Regions from separate parts of the Mus musculus genome. Here region 2 is linked to region 1. The links are chromatin contacts, called in public Hi-C maps. All regions are on one chromosome and are shown on one strand. Each heading gives the region's core, a stretch centred on a gene start, on an enhancer-like site or on the middle of the called end of the contact. The rest is flanking DNA. Distances are from core to core; before and after follow the strand shown.

What was found. Hi-C and Micro-C count contacts between places; a contact is called where the count stands out from the background.
Region 2: a Hi-C map of cerebral cortex shows a contact between it and region 1, with 1.7 times the contacts expected there. The contact joins two enhancer-like sites. A contact is called at or near these places in 2 of 484 Hi-C or Micro-C datasets (cerebral cortex and nephron progenitors), 1 of 115 datasets of contacts at active chromatin or transcription factors (the NIH/3T3 cell line) and 3 of 9 other capture datasets (adipose tissue, liver and pancreatic islet).

What each region holds. Positions count from the first base shown.
Region 1 is chr16:34,393,097-34,400,320 of GRCm38.p6, reverse strand. The region is part of intron 1 of Kalrn (kalirin, RhoGEF kinase); the gene reads left to right. Among named protein-coding and RNA genes, the nearest start is that of Kalrn, 120 kb to the left of the region's middle. Within about 2 kb of position 4,715, at least 19 of the 459 cell types and tissues checked have an H3K27ac peak or open chromatin away from gene starts, as enhancers often do. A contact at or near this core is called in cerebral cortex, where this site is marked.
Region 2 is chr16:34,632,379-34,639,602 of GRCm38.p6, reverse strand. No RefSeq gene overlaps it. Among named protein-coding and RNA genes, the nearest start is that of Ropn1, 15 kb to the left of the region's middle. Within about 2 kb of position 3,797, at least 5 of the 459 cell types and tissues checked have an H3K27ac peak or open chromatin away from gene starts, as enhancers often do. A contact at or near this core is called in cerebral cortex, where this site is marked.

The DNA.
Region 1 (7,224 bases), core at 3,466-5,965:
GCACGGAGTAACCTGAGACAGTGGAGGCAGGGCCGGGAGAAGCCCTAGGCTGAGCACTGGGACTGCTCTGTGACTTTCCCATGAGGATCTCTTGCCTTGAGCTGCCCAGATGGCTGCTGGGCTGTTGTAATCTATTTTTTGTTTTGTTTTTGTTTTGTTTGCTTTGCTACTGTGTGCATCATGTCCGTGTCTCGGGACACGGGACAGGGACAGGAAGAGAGGGTGTGGAGAGGCACTGGGCCGTTGCAGGTTGTGATGTCTGATCAAGGACCCTCTGTTATGACATAGTTGAGGCTTTTAGTGTCAGCGACTGATATTTTGCTGAGGAGGAGGGGGTAACCAAGAGTGAGAGTCCTAAGGAGCAAAGCCAGCCTTTTTCATGTCTAAACTGTGACAGCATGGGGCCTTTCAGCTCTCTATAAATATTAATAGCAAATATATTGCTAATAATCAATATCTGTCTTGTGTTCAGCACCAGCAACCTCATGTTCAGTGTTACTATAGAGGTCCCATGCAGGAAGATTGTTCAGTGATACAAAAAAGATAACAAGTATTCAATCCTCTCCATTCCTACCATGTAGCATGAATACTTTACATAACCTGATGATCAGAATACAGGGGAAAGTGGTGTGTGGACAGAGGCACTTCTGAAGTGGTAACATCCTGTTGTTTGTGTTACACTAGAGGATGCCAAATTCTTGGGGGCAGGAGGGAGAGAGAGAGCCTGTGTGAATTGCGTCTGAGGTCTCAACTCCAGATAATATAAGTCCTGTGAAGAATAAACAGAAACAGTTTGCTCATTAGCCGGGCTTAGGGAGGTGTTACCCACATGTTTAAAGTGCTAATTATTAGTGATCTTTAATAGAGCTAATTTAGCAGTGGTGAGTATTACACATTTTTGCTTATCAAAAGTAGCCCATTAGCCAGGCCTTTATATCTAATGTTGTCTTTTAAAGTTAATATTGAAATTGGCTACGATTAGAGTTCACACAGAAGCACGGGAGAAGGAGAAAGATGGAGATGGAGGTAGGAATCAGCAGAAGGGTACACAGGAGGAAGAGGAACAGCAGTTGGTGCCTCACTGTGGAAGGCTCTGTGGGGCTCAGTCCCTAGAGCTAAGCACTGGCTGTGCTCTAGGCACTGCAACTACCCATGTAAGCACATGACCCTGCCCTCGGGAGTCTTGATATGGTCTAGTGAAAGAGACAGATGTGGCAGTGGACAGTGAGGAATGAGACAGGAGGAGCCAGACCAGCATGGTATAGTGGAAAGTTAGAGTAGGTGTGAGGCAAGGCATGAGCACTTCAGTGTGCAGAAAGTGCTCCTCACAAAGATATACCCAACTTAGGAGAAGATAAGTGTCGCCTCTTTTTCATAAATTCTGTATACCCTGGTTATCTCCCCAAGTCCCTGGCTACTGCTTCTCATTGTATAGGCCTGGTCATTTGGTTTGGCAAAACTGAGTATTTTAACACTGCCAGAAGAAGAGGTCCTGGTTTTCTTTTCTGTGGACAATGAAAGCAGTCTAGCAGAGGACCCCGAATGACCTACACTTACGAGTTTCATGGCCAGAGAAGAGAATTCTGCCACATGGTTTCCCTTCGTATCTGCAGGGTATGGAGACAGGGTGTCTCCAGGAGTGATGGCATTTGTGGGTGGTGAGGATGGGGAAGATGGCTGGGCCTTACTCACATGCATTTCCAGGCTGGGAAGCTTGCGGGGCTCCATGCTGTGCCATGTTCTTTTATCGACTTGAATCTGCCCTCTCCCTCTCCACCAGATGAACGTCTCTCAGCACACACTTCCTGCCTCGGTGGTCGTTGTTTCAAGGAGAGCTCCAAGAAATATATTTATATTTTCTGGGGTTTTCCAGCAGGCCATTTCCTCAATAACTCATTCACATCTGCAAGGAGAAAAAAGGACTCACTTTTTCCATTTCTGCAGGGGCATATGTGTAGTTCTCTCCAGCTCTTTTTCTTGTCACCCCCCACTTCCGACGCCTCCCTTTTCTTTTCTTATGTTAACTTAGGAAAGAGGAGAGGGCTGGAGATCTTACCTCTACCACTACTAGGTTCTCTGTCAACCCTGGCCTCCACTAGAGACAATGTCATCTCCTAAACCATCTATTCACTATGCAGGAGGGACCCTGCAAGTTGCTTTCATTCATGATTCAGTTCTATAAAGCATCTTCACAGAGTCTTACACAAACAACCATCTGGCCTGGCTGGCTCCTGCAAGTAACTCAGAACAAATGTCCTAATGGGCTCTCATTGAACTCAGGGGAAGATCAACAGAGTCTTCTACAACCAGCAGCCTTGTGTCTGAATCTCACCTGGCCTCAACCAGAGATCAGGAGTGACTGGAGGTTGACGTCAGAGACTACTGGGCACAGCCCCGCTCTGAGCCATGGCTTTCCTCTGGGAGCAGCCCTATACTCCCTTCTCTCCCTGATCTCCTCCTTGATGCAGCCTAGCCCAGCTCTCTGCCTCCCAAGGCATATGCAGATTCCTCCTGGGAGCAACTGCTGGGAATCAAACCACAGTGCTCCCTGCACTGCCTGCTATACCCTCCATCCTGTTTTCCTCTTCAGCAGGTACATGCTACACATCTGTGGCACAAGGCCTAGGCCCTTTCCTATTTGTCTTCTGCCCTTTTCTTATTCAAAACTTAGTCCAGATGTTCTCCTAGGAGAACCTGTCCACCTCCAGCTCAACACTGAACTCACTGAACACGTGTGTGTTCAGTTGTGGTGATATCTCCTGAGTCTCCTGGGTATGACAGTGGGGGAGGAACAATGAGTACGACAAGGGCTTTTCTCTAGAGATGTCAGAATAAGTTAACAGATGTGAAAGGAAAACACGTAAATGCCATCCGACAATGATAAGGAACAACTGGGGACAGCTCAACTTGATCGAGAGATCAGGGAAGCCACACAGAAATGATGGACTGGTGGGAGATTTAGGATGTAGAGTCAGCATGATTGAATGTCCAAATTGAGAAGTGTGATGGAGAGATGAATGTCTAGGATGCCATCCATGCTTCTGTTCTGGCATCTCGGCGATGGGCAACACCATCATCTGCCATCATCAGGCAGTGTGGGTACTGAATAGATAACTTCCATCATCAAGATAGCATGGGTACTATGTGGCTAGGTGGAGAGTGCAGGGGAAGGATGGAGTTCTTTGTCAGCATCTCAGGATCTTGTTTTTTATTCAGTCTGCTAGTTACCCAGAATTAGGAGGAGGTGAGCACTGGGTATTCTGGGCTGTGGGTTACCAGAGGGCAGAGCATGAGTCTTCCCCTCACTGGGAATTTCGTGAAATGAGTACCAGGTACTCATGGGTATGGGGCTCTCTTGGCTTGGCACCTTTGCTTTTCCTGTTTCCTGTCCAGCATTGCTTGGTATTCAAGGCTTTGTAGGTCAGGCATAAGCTGGGATAGAGAGGCAAAAATTGGCTCTCCTGTCTTCTGGGATCATCTAAAAGACGGTGATTTGGTCTACAAGTATGATTACTGAAGAATTCAGATCTCAGAACATAAGAAAATATTTTTGTTATGAAATTAAGACATTTATTGGATGAGGGAATGGGTTAAGGTACCATTCCAAGCATCTGATAAGCATGGTTTATAAACATTCATGCTCTTCCAAAACAAGACACAGTCCAGTCTCAATGGCCTGGAAGATGAATTATTAATACACAGCTCCTGGATAACCTTTATTAGTGTGGAACCTAAGTGATGGATTGCAGCTAAGACCTGAATATCTGAAACCCTGGACAAGAGGAGGAATCTCTGACACTCTCTTTGCCTCACAATGTGTAATTAGAGTCACCTGGGGTTCTGTTTCTAATGCAGTGTTTGGTTCTATTGGTATTGAGTGGGACCTGGGATCCTGAGTTTCTAGCAAGTTCTAGGTGGCAGGTGATAGCTGTTACTTTGAAGAACAAGACTATGGGGCTAGCTACTAGGAATCCTTTCAAAGTGACACCACATCACCAATTTACATGCTGCACAAAATAAATATGCCTTGCTACTGAGCACCCTAAGAGCTCATTTAGCCAACACTGGCTTGTGTGTGATTTTGATGTTTCCCTCTTCCCAGCTTCATTCAAATGTGCTAGGTAGGCCTTGTGTTAGACTGTGCTAATACCAAGGCAAATAAGAACTGGATTTTGCTTTCCAGGGACTTCCAAGCAGAGATAGAAAGGCATGCCAGTAGGAAAATGGGCTGTTGTCAGAGACATGATCTCACCTGCACAGAATACAATGGGAGGGAATAGAGAGAAGATGTGGGGACCTGACTATTGGGATGTTTGTCATTTTAGTGGAGGATAGGGTTCAGACCCACTTGAAGCAATGTTGGAATGCTTACACACTCATTCTTCAATAAGTGCAAATTATGGAAGTGTGACTAAAAACCAAAAGGAAATAGTGGGCCATCCTTGGGTTTCCTGGCAGCTTGTACCTTTGAACACTCACCAAGTGCTCACTCAGTGTTTGTTTCACTCAGGATGGCTTTCTGAAGGAGACTGGCATGCAGCCCAACCACTCTGCTTCCTTAAGGGAACTACTGCTTTCCCAGGCCCAAGAACCCATGGGCAGGGCCCATGGCACAAGGCCCAGCTTGCTTTTCTTTAGGACTAGAAGTGCAGGATGGATGCCAGAGTGAAGGCCAACCATTGGTGCTTTACATATGAGAAGCAGGGAGCTGGAAAATGTGAGGAGAACCAGGCAGTGATGGGAACATGCTGTTTGAGGTGCAGGGCAATGAGGAGCAGGCACAGGGCTGGGAGGAAACCTGAACTGAAGGGTCTTGGGAGGATGGTGGTGGCAATTTGTACTTCCTTAATAGATGCAGAGCATTTCAACTTTGCTAATTAACAGAACAGCAGGCTTGTAATTCTGACAGCAGCAGGACATGAATGTGGTGGGCTTAGCACTGAAAGCTAGCCAAGCATGCCTTTGTCCTTAAGAGAAAGCACAACACCCACATTGGGTCAGGTCCATAAGGTTCCTGCTGACTTGTTTTGTTTTCCCTTGTAGGGCAAAGGAGGAGCTAGGGACTTTCATTTCTTCTCAGGCCTTCTGTAGAGGTAGTGAGACATCTACTGTTTCAGCAGGCTTGTCTTAAGGAAAAGGCCAGCCTGCCATTGGTCTAGTGTTCGCAGCCCAATAATGCTATTGGATACACTTTGTGTCAGAAAGAGCAGTAGCTGTGCAAACTGCTTCCTGCAAGGCACAAGTGCGTACTTATAGAAGTTCTGTCATTTTTCTTCCATTTTGGCAACTGGTCTACCTGCAAAATTCCCAGTCCTGATACCAAGAAGAAATGGCCAGGAAGCCAGGGGAGGTGTTTTAGTTTTTACAAAGCACACAGAAACTGAATGAAGAATTTGCTTTCAATGCATCCTTTCAAAACACGTTGATCTAATAGTGAGAGGATTGTGAAGTATAAGATTGTGTTGATACGTATGGAGAATGAATTTAGGCTCAGGGCATCAGAGCTTAGAGACACCTTGGAGGTCATCTATCAGGACCACTAGTGCTTATATGACAGGTAATGCCACCTGCCTCGTGTAGCTCATTTTAGGAAGGGCTAACTTCCACTTAGTCATTTATTCTATCATCAAATATTTATTGACCAGGAGTCTACCAGGATGTGTACCTGGTAGTGAAAACATGTTCCAATTTCATTGGTTCTGTTTGAGTTAGCAGTCAATGAACTTCCCTTATCCTTTATTATATATTCTAACAGCTGGTTTCACAAGGTCCCTGGAGGGATTGATCCATAGGCTCCTCAGCCAGTGCAAATAAGTTTTATATGCAAGGTCACCAATTTCTGAGCCCCTAGGCTAATTAGTTTAGCTCTACTTGGCTTTACATAATACATGTATTGTTGAAAAGTTATTTGTAATTCAATTTTTTGGCAAATGAAAAACTAATTTAAACCATGAAGGGAACTTTTATTCTGAAAGACCCCCAAGCAAATGCTTTTATAATGTGAAAAATCTTGTTGCTACTGTTGGGAATGATTACTTCCTAGGAATGGATTTAGTAAATATTGGTACTTTGGGAGTTCTTGTGGTGGGCACACAGTCAGCCATACAGCCCAGCAGTCATCAGTTCGACTGGGAGGCCTCGGACCAAGGAGAAAGTCTGAGAACCTTAGAAAGAGGGCAGCTCAAGACTGACATTTACTAGAGCCCATGATTACTAGCTACATGGAGGACTTGGAAGCCATCCTATGGGTCCTGAGAAGGAAGAGCTAAGGAAAGATGAGACTAGGGCCTCCCTCTCTGCAGATAAAAATGGGTTGGACATAGCATACTCAATCCCTTTACTATGTTGCCAAGGCTGGCTTTGAACTTGCAACCCTTCTGCTTTGACTTCTTGAATAGCTGGGTTTATGGGTCACCAGGCCTGGCTTACTTTGAACTTGTAAATAATCTGGGAAAAGTCGGATAGAATTTATTTTTTATATTAGTTTTTCTATAGAGATTAAGTGTTCATACTGATGCAAGCAGAGTATTTAAAAACTAAGAACAGTGTATTTCACTTGTAAAAAAAAAAAAAAAAACAAGCTGTTTTGATACTTTAATGTCATTTTCCACAAACAGTTCAAGAGTTAAAGATGGCTGTGAAGCTAAAAATGGTTCCTTGTGTGGAAGAAAACAAAGCAAAGCAAAGCAAAGCAAGTAATAGGAACTACTTGTGAATTTTGTAATAATTGTTGCTAATTAGTCTCTTTTGTGAGATGTAGTCTTTGGTGTGGGAGATGGGGTTTGAGCGTGCCTATCTGAAGGAACTAAAGACAGAGCTAGAAAACAAGGTGGTGTCTTTGAAGTCAGAATTCTTCCTTGTCTTTGTTTCTTCCTCACTGCAGCGGAGTGAGCCTGTAGCTACTACTCCACATCATGCACTGTGTGTCAGCTTCTGAAGAGACATAATTGCTGAATAAAAGCTTCACTACATCAGGGGAACATAAAAGAGAAGAAAGAAATGAAATAGTCAGACACTGGAAATTTGATTGGGGTTGGATTATGATCGCTGACCTTGGGTCCTGGTATTTGGTAACACGTCTCTTTCTCTTCCTTGGTTAGATGTGCACAGGGCATGAAATTTCCCTTTTCCTGGGCCAGTGAGCTAATTCCTGGACTGTTGGTAAAATTCATATGATGTTGAGAGACTGAGAGATAGAGACTAGCCTAACCAACATGCAACTCT
Region 2 (7,224 bases), core at 2,548-5,047, 240 kb before region 1:
AGATGAACTTGGGTAGCTGGCTTCCCTGCAGCTGCTTGAGATGCTAATGCCTTGTGGTTTAGTCAGCAGTAGAAAGAGGAAACAGAGACGTTTGGATCCATGATCCATCTCAACAATTTCACGGAAAGGCTTGGAAAGTGTGAGTCTCTGAAATTGATAAAGGTTAAATGACCAGGGCCAAACTATGGTTTTTGTGGGCCCTACCCACTTTTGCCTTTGTGAACCTCTCTTCTATTAAAAATACAAAAAACGTGTGTTTTATAATTGTTGGCATAACGACAAATACATCATCTTACAGGAACCCAGGTTGATATTGGGCTTTTTCTAAAGTGTTGACCGTGAGCCTTGGATATGAGAATATTACGGGGCATATTAGGCTCTGCATTGCTGTGACGAAATAGCCAACAGAAAAACTTACGGGAGGAAACATTTATTTTTTTAAAATATTTTTTATTATTACATATTTTCCTCAATTACATTTAGAATGCTATCCCAAAAGTCCCCCATACCCTCCCCCCCACTTCCCTACCCACCCATTCCCATTTTTTGGCCCTGGCATTCCTCTGTACTGGGGCATATAAAGTTTGCGTGTCCAATGGCTCTCTCTTTCCAGTGATGGCCGACTAGGCCATCTTTTGATACATATGCAGCTAGAGTCAAGAGCTCCAGGGTACTGGTTAGTTCATAATATTGTTGCGCCTACAGGGTTGCAGATCTCTTTAGCTCCTTGGATACTTTCTCTAGCTCCTCCATTGGGGGCGCTGTGCTCCATCCAATAGCTGACTGTGAGCATCTACTTCTGTGTTTGCTAGGCCCTGGCCTAGTCTCACAAGAGACAGCTATATCAGGGTCCTTTCAGCAAAATCTTGCTAGTGTATGCAATGGTGTCATTGTTTGGAGGCTAATTATGGGATGGATCTCTGGATATGGCAGTCTCTAGATGGTCCATCTTTTTGTCTCAGCTCCAAACTTTGTCTCTGTAACTCCTTCCATGGGTGATTGTTTCCAATTCTAAGAAGGGGCAAAGTGTCCACACTTTGGTCTTCGTTCTTCTTCAGTTTCATGTGTTTTGCAAATTGTATCTTATATCTACTAAGTTTCTGGGCTAATATCCACTTATCAGTGAGTACATATCATTTGAGTTCTTTTGTGATTGTGTTACCTCACTCAGGATGATGCCCTCCAGGTCCATCCATTTGCCAGACAAAAAGGCCACCAATAGATTGGGAAAGGATCTTTACCTATCCTAAACCAGATAGGGGACTAATATCCAATATATATAAAGAACTCAAGAAGGTGGACTCCAGAAAATCAAATAACCCCATTAAAAATGGGGCTCAAAGCTAAACAAAGAATTCTCACCTGAGGAATACCGAATGGCTGAGAAGCACCTGAAAAAATGATCAGCATCCTTAATCATCAGAGAAATGCAAATCAAAACAACCCTGAGATTCCATCTCACACCAGTCAGAATGGCTAAGATCAAAATTTCAGGTGACAGCAGATGCTGGCAAGGATGTGGAGAAAGAGGAACACTCCTCCATTGTTGGTGGAATTGCAAGCTTGTACAACCACTCTGGAAATCAGTCTGGTGGTTCCTCAGAAAATTGGACATAGTACTACCGGAGGATCCCGCAATACCTCTCCTGGGCATATATCCAGAAGATGTCCCAACCAGTAAGAAGGACACATGCTCCACTATGTTCATAGCAGCCTTATTTATAATAGCCAGAGCTGGAAAGAACCCAGATGCCCCTCAACAGAGGAATGGATACAAAAAATGTGGTACATTTACACAATGGAGTACTACTCAGCTATTAAAAAGAATGAATTTAGGAAACATTTATTTTAGTTCATGGTTTCAAAGGGTGAACTGTGGTTAGCTTGAATCTGTGTTTCTTGGCCTCATTGTGGCAAGGGTGAACATGACAGCAGTGTGTGTGTGTGTATGTGTGAGCAAGGGGAAACTATTGACCTCATTGTGGACAGGAAGCAAAAAGAGGACAAGGCAAGATTGTGCATTTCAAAAACATAGCTCTTCTTATTTCCTCCAGCCAAGCTTTGCCTTCTACAGTTTCCAGAACCTTCCATGATAGTGCTGCAGACCACACATTTCACATATCTACCCACTGAGAATATTCATAATGCAAATAAATGGTTCAGATAGTAGTTTAATTCGAGAAAGAATTGTTTGAGCACTTTATATGTGCCACACAGAGAAGAACCAGCCGAGGACAGAGGACATGGCAGATATTACCAGCATGTGTTGTTCCCTGACATTGTGCTCAAAGGCTGGAGGTCCTCCCTGGGCTTTTGACATGAGAGCTGACACTGGATAAAGTTCAGCCGGATCTGCTTTACCCCTGATTCATAGTATAAAGAGTTGTTCGCCTGCTCCAGTCCCAGTTTTACACACATCCAATGGACACGATAACACTCACTGCAGAGGTCGTGGAACAAATTTCATCATCCAGGCAAAGCACGTCGCTTAAAGTGGAAGTTACTCTGCACCCGTTCTTTCTTCCTTTAGACTGTAAAAGTTTTGAAGGAGAAAATTAGCCGAAATTTTTGTTGTAACATGAACTTGGCTTTTAATTTTAAAATGTGACTTTGAACACATGCTTCACTTTGTAGATTAACTACAGTTTTCAATAGCAGCACACCAACTCAGTTTATGACTTATTATTTAGTATACCAGTATTCAGTATTCATCAGATCATCCGACAAATATTCTGTGTGTGTGTGTGTGTGTGCATGTATAAGCATATAGATGTATGTGTGTGTGATATACATGTAAATCCAGGCTGTTGTCCCTTGACCTTCATCCGTCTTGGTTTTGTGAGGTCTCATTGGTCTAGAACTAACTGAATAGACTAGGTTAGCTGGCCAGGAAGTTCCAGGGTCAGCTTGACCTTACCTGTCCAGGGCTGTGACTACAAACACCTGCCAGCATATGTTTGTTCTCTTCCTCCTCCTTCTCCTCCTCCTCCTCCTTCTCCTCCTTCTCTTCCTCCTCCTCCTCTTTCTCCTCCTTACTTCTCCTCTCCCTCCCCTCTTCTTTCTCCTCCTTCTTCTCCTCTTCCATCTTCTTTTTAATGCGGACTCTGGGGAATTGAATTTAGATCTTCCTTGCAAGCTTAGCACTTTACTGACTAAGCTATTATCCTAGCTCTCAACAAATGTTTTTGTAAGAATCTTTCATGAGGGCTCAGGAGACAGATCAGTGAGTAAAACACTTGCCACACAACTATGAGGATAGGAATTTGGATCCCTAGCTTGGGTATAAATACTGTTTGTATTACCAATTGCAAGGTGGAGACAGGACATGCCCAGAGCAAGCTAGTACCTACCCTAGCTGAGCCACTGTCCTCTCAGTTCAGGTAAGAGACCCTGCCATGGCGTAAACGGTGTAGAAAGATAGAGGAAGATACCCACCATCAACCTCTGGCCTCCATGCCTGCACACACACATTTGAATGACCTACTCACGTGAGCATTCACACAGATGTATAAACATACATGCATAACACATGTATATGTATGCAGAAGAAGGCCCTTTCATGGAGTAGTCAATGTGTGCTTGGGAAATTAAAAAAAAAAAAAAAACACCTTTAATATTAGCTTGGTCCTGACATGATCAGGAAAGGAAATCCACCAAGGAAGGAAACCTTGTGTGAAAGGAGTTTCCAGGACAGTGAGAGAAGGACAGGGAGGCATGAATGCCTCAGAGATGCTTTCATAAATCCTGGCAGAGGGAAGAAACTCTGACATACCTGGCTACAGAGAGTCCTGAGAGCTGAACTCGCCTCTTACTCTTGAATTGCATTTATTCTGGGAACCACACAGAGTGCTGTGTCAATCTGCTACGAGGGAGGCAGAATTATAAATAGAAAATGTGCTGAAAATAGGAAATAAGATGAAAGATGGCATTTGGGGCTTTCACGGCTTCTCCCCCCCCCCCCAGGAGAGAGGGGAAAGCCACAGTTTGGGTGGAGATTAGGATTCAGGAGTCACTGTTTGAAGAGAGGGAAGAGGTGGAAAGAGGTGGAGAATGAGGGGTGGGAGGGTCAGATGGTCCCTGGGGCAGAGGAGGGGAGACCATAGCGAAACACTAGGTTAAAGGGGGAGGATCCCCCCCCAGGGCGAGAGAAACTAAACTGGAAATAGCAAGATAGTGCTAACAGTGGCAGTGAAAGACTGGTCAGACAAAGTAGGATGCAGTCCTCAGATGCAGTCCCAGGGAGATAGATGCTCAGTCAATCAAGTCCTTGCTTTGCAAGCAGATAGACTTGAATTCAATCCCTAGGATCCATACAAAATAAGGCAGGGATGATGGAGTGTACACGTGGTCCAACTACATGGTGGAGATAGGAGGCCCCTGGGGCTGAAGAGAGAGAGTTCTGGTGGGAGAGTTTTTAGAACTGGAGGAGCATCCAAGATAGTATTATTACCCATTGGGGTGCACCATGTGAAGGTTGTCTTTGCATTATTCAGTTGTTAATTCTGTACTGGCTGAGAGCTGAGTACTGACCAGAGTTTGGTGTTGTTATTCATATGGTTTACCACCTGCCTCGGTATTTTGTAAATAGACAGCTTTCTCACTCACTGATTGGTTTAACCAGGAGTTGATGGACAATAGTAGGCAGGAAAGGGAAAGTGGGACTTCTGGCTGAGAGGGTGTCCCTAAGGAGGAAAAGCAGAGGCAGGAAGTAGAACAGAGAAGTTGCATGGATGTTGGTGGGAGGGACTTACTGGGAGAGAGGTAACTGGTCACTTGGCCAGACGAAAACTAGTATAGTCAGGTTAATTAGGTTAGATGACCTAGCTGGGAGGTAGCCCAAGCTAGGCCTAAGCTACGTAATAAAATTAGTAAGTCTCTGTATCATTATTCAGAGATTGGCAGGTCCAAGAAGTCCAGCAATTATCACATTTAACTAGACTTTTGACCTTGAGTAACTTGGCTGGCTCAGGTCTATAAACTGGGTTTGGATATAGACTCTACCACAAACTTCTAGTTTGTTTGTTATTTTTCTTTTTGCAGGGCTGGGGATTGAACCCAGGTCTCTACCATTGAGTCATCATCATAGTCCTTCCTGTTAGATACAGATCAATTTATTTCCTTTATATAGATCTCATTTTCCTTATCCATACAGTGTGAGGCAACTGCCTGCTATAAAATCCGCCTTCATAATTGTATGAATATGTAGAGTGGGCAAGAATAGTGACTCCTAATTTGGTCTATATATAGCACCCAGCTCTCATGGAGACCAACCTGTTTAACTGCTGGTGGTGGATGGCTTTAAGTCCTCTTCTAGCCAGAACAGCCCTTCTTTCCTTAAAGCAGAGATTCAGTCCTCCTACCTTCTCTCTGTATTGCAGGGGTGCTGAGTTTGAGTCTGTAGAGACTGAGAGCAGGAGCTACCCACCCATAGAGATGCTAAATAGGCCTACAGATGACATAAAGTGAAATGCTACACAGCTCTCTGCTTAGGCCATGTTATATACCTTGTCATTTTGTAAGTAGAAAGAATAGGTAGAACTTTCAGCAGGGTTCTGTTTGGTCTCAAAGCATCAAAGGCTTTTTTTTTTTTTTTTTAATGTAGCCAAGTCCCTTGGTTTGACTGATAAATGTCTTCTAAAGATAGTCTCCTAAAGATAGTCTCAGGCATTTGAACATTTGGTTTCCTGTTGATGGTGATGTTTGGGCAGATTAGGAGGTGTGGCCTTACTGGAGATAGTATGTCACTAGGGGTGGGCTTTGAAAGTCTAAATCCCTGAGCTACTTCCAGTCCACCCCCCCAACCCCCTGCTTTCTGCTTTTGTCATTGTGCCTGCCACCCAATGTCATGCCTCCACAGGAGGACGGGCTCTTATCCTTCTGAAACCATAAGATGTCTTGATGTTTTATGACACCAACGACATGTCACTGATATGTCCAGGTTGTCCTGAAGCTCCTCATGCAGCCCAAGCAGATGGTCAGATCTATGGCAGCCCTCTTACCTCAGCTGCCCCAGTACTCAGATAACTGGAGTGTGCCTCATTCCCAACACAACAAATCAGGACCACAGAACAGCTCACTGAGCTCTCAACACTCAATGGCTTTTCTAGCCTAAAGTTCCAAAATCTTTCCATAATCCTTCCAAAACAATACAGTCAGCAATATCCCACTCCTGGTATCAATTTCTGTCCTTGTTAGGGTTACTATTGCTGTGATGAAACACAATGACAAAAAACAAGTTGGGGAGGGGAGGGGAGGGGAGGGGAGGGTTTATTTGGATTATACATCCACATCATAGTCCATCATTGAATGAAATCCAGTCAGGAACTCAAGCAGAGCAGAACCTGGAGCCAGCAGCTGATACAGAGGCCATGAAGGGGTTCTGCTTGCTGATTTGACCCTCATGGCTTGCTTGGTCTGAGTTTTTATAGAATCCAGGGATGGTACCACCCACAATGGTCCCAGTAAACCACTAATTAAGAATAGGTTTGCCTGTAGCCCAGTCTTATGGAGGTATTTTCTCAACTGAGGTTACCTCCTCTCTGGTGTCTCTAGCTTGTGTCAAGCTGACATAAAACCAGTCAGCACACCATCTCTTTTGTTATCATAGGCCAGTCACTTACACTGTGGTAGGAACAGGTCCATCAAATTATTTCCCATTTTAGCATATTCCCATTTAGATGAGAACTTTAGTTAAAATTGAGGGGATAGCATAAACCGCAGTTTCTGATCCCCCTACAATATAACTTTGGTACTTGCCACACAGACCTAGAACACAAGGAGACTCAACCTGTTTCAAAAAAATTTTTATGAACTTATTATTATAAGAATGCAAATAAATAAAAATACTGGGCACCCAAATTAACCGGGCTCAAAGTCTATAGGACTTAATGAATTCTACATAGTTAGAATAGGCATTCCGAACAGAAGCTGTGGAGGCTCACATTGAATTTTACACTTTAAATATCAACTACATTTTATGCACTTATCCACCACCCAAACCAAAAAACTCATGACAGAATTAGAACTAGAGAAACAGTTCACTTTCTATCCTCTTTCATAACTTGTGGCTATTACTTACAGTCAGTCCTTCTTTATGCCTTTTTATTTAGTTATTCTTGTTTTCTTTTCTTCATGTTACAATGCACCCACATGTGTGTTTGTTTACACAGGTACACATATTCTTGGCCAGATTCTGTATATGAGAAAGAACATGATTTTTTTTTT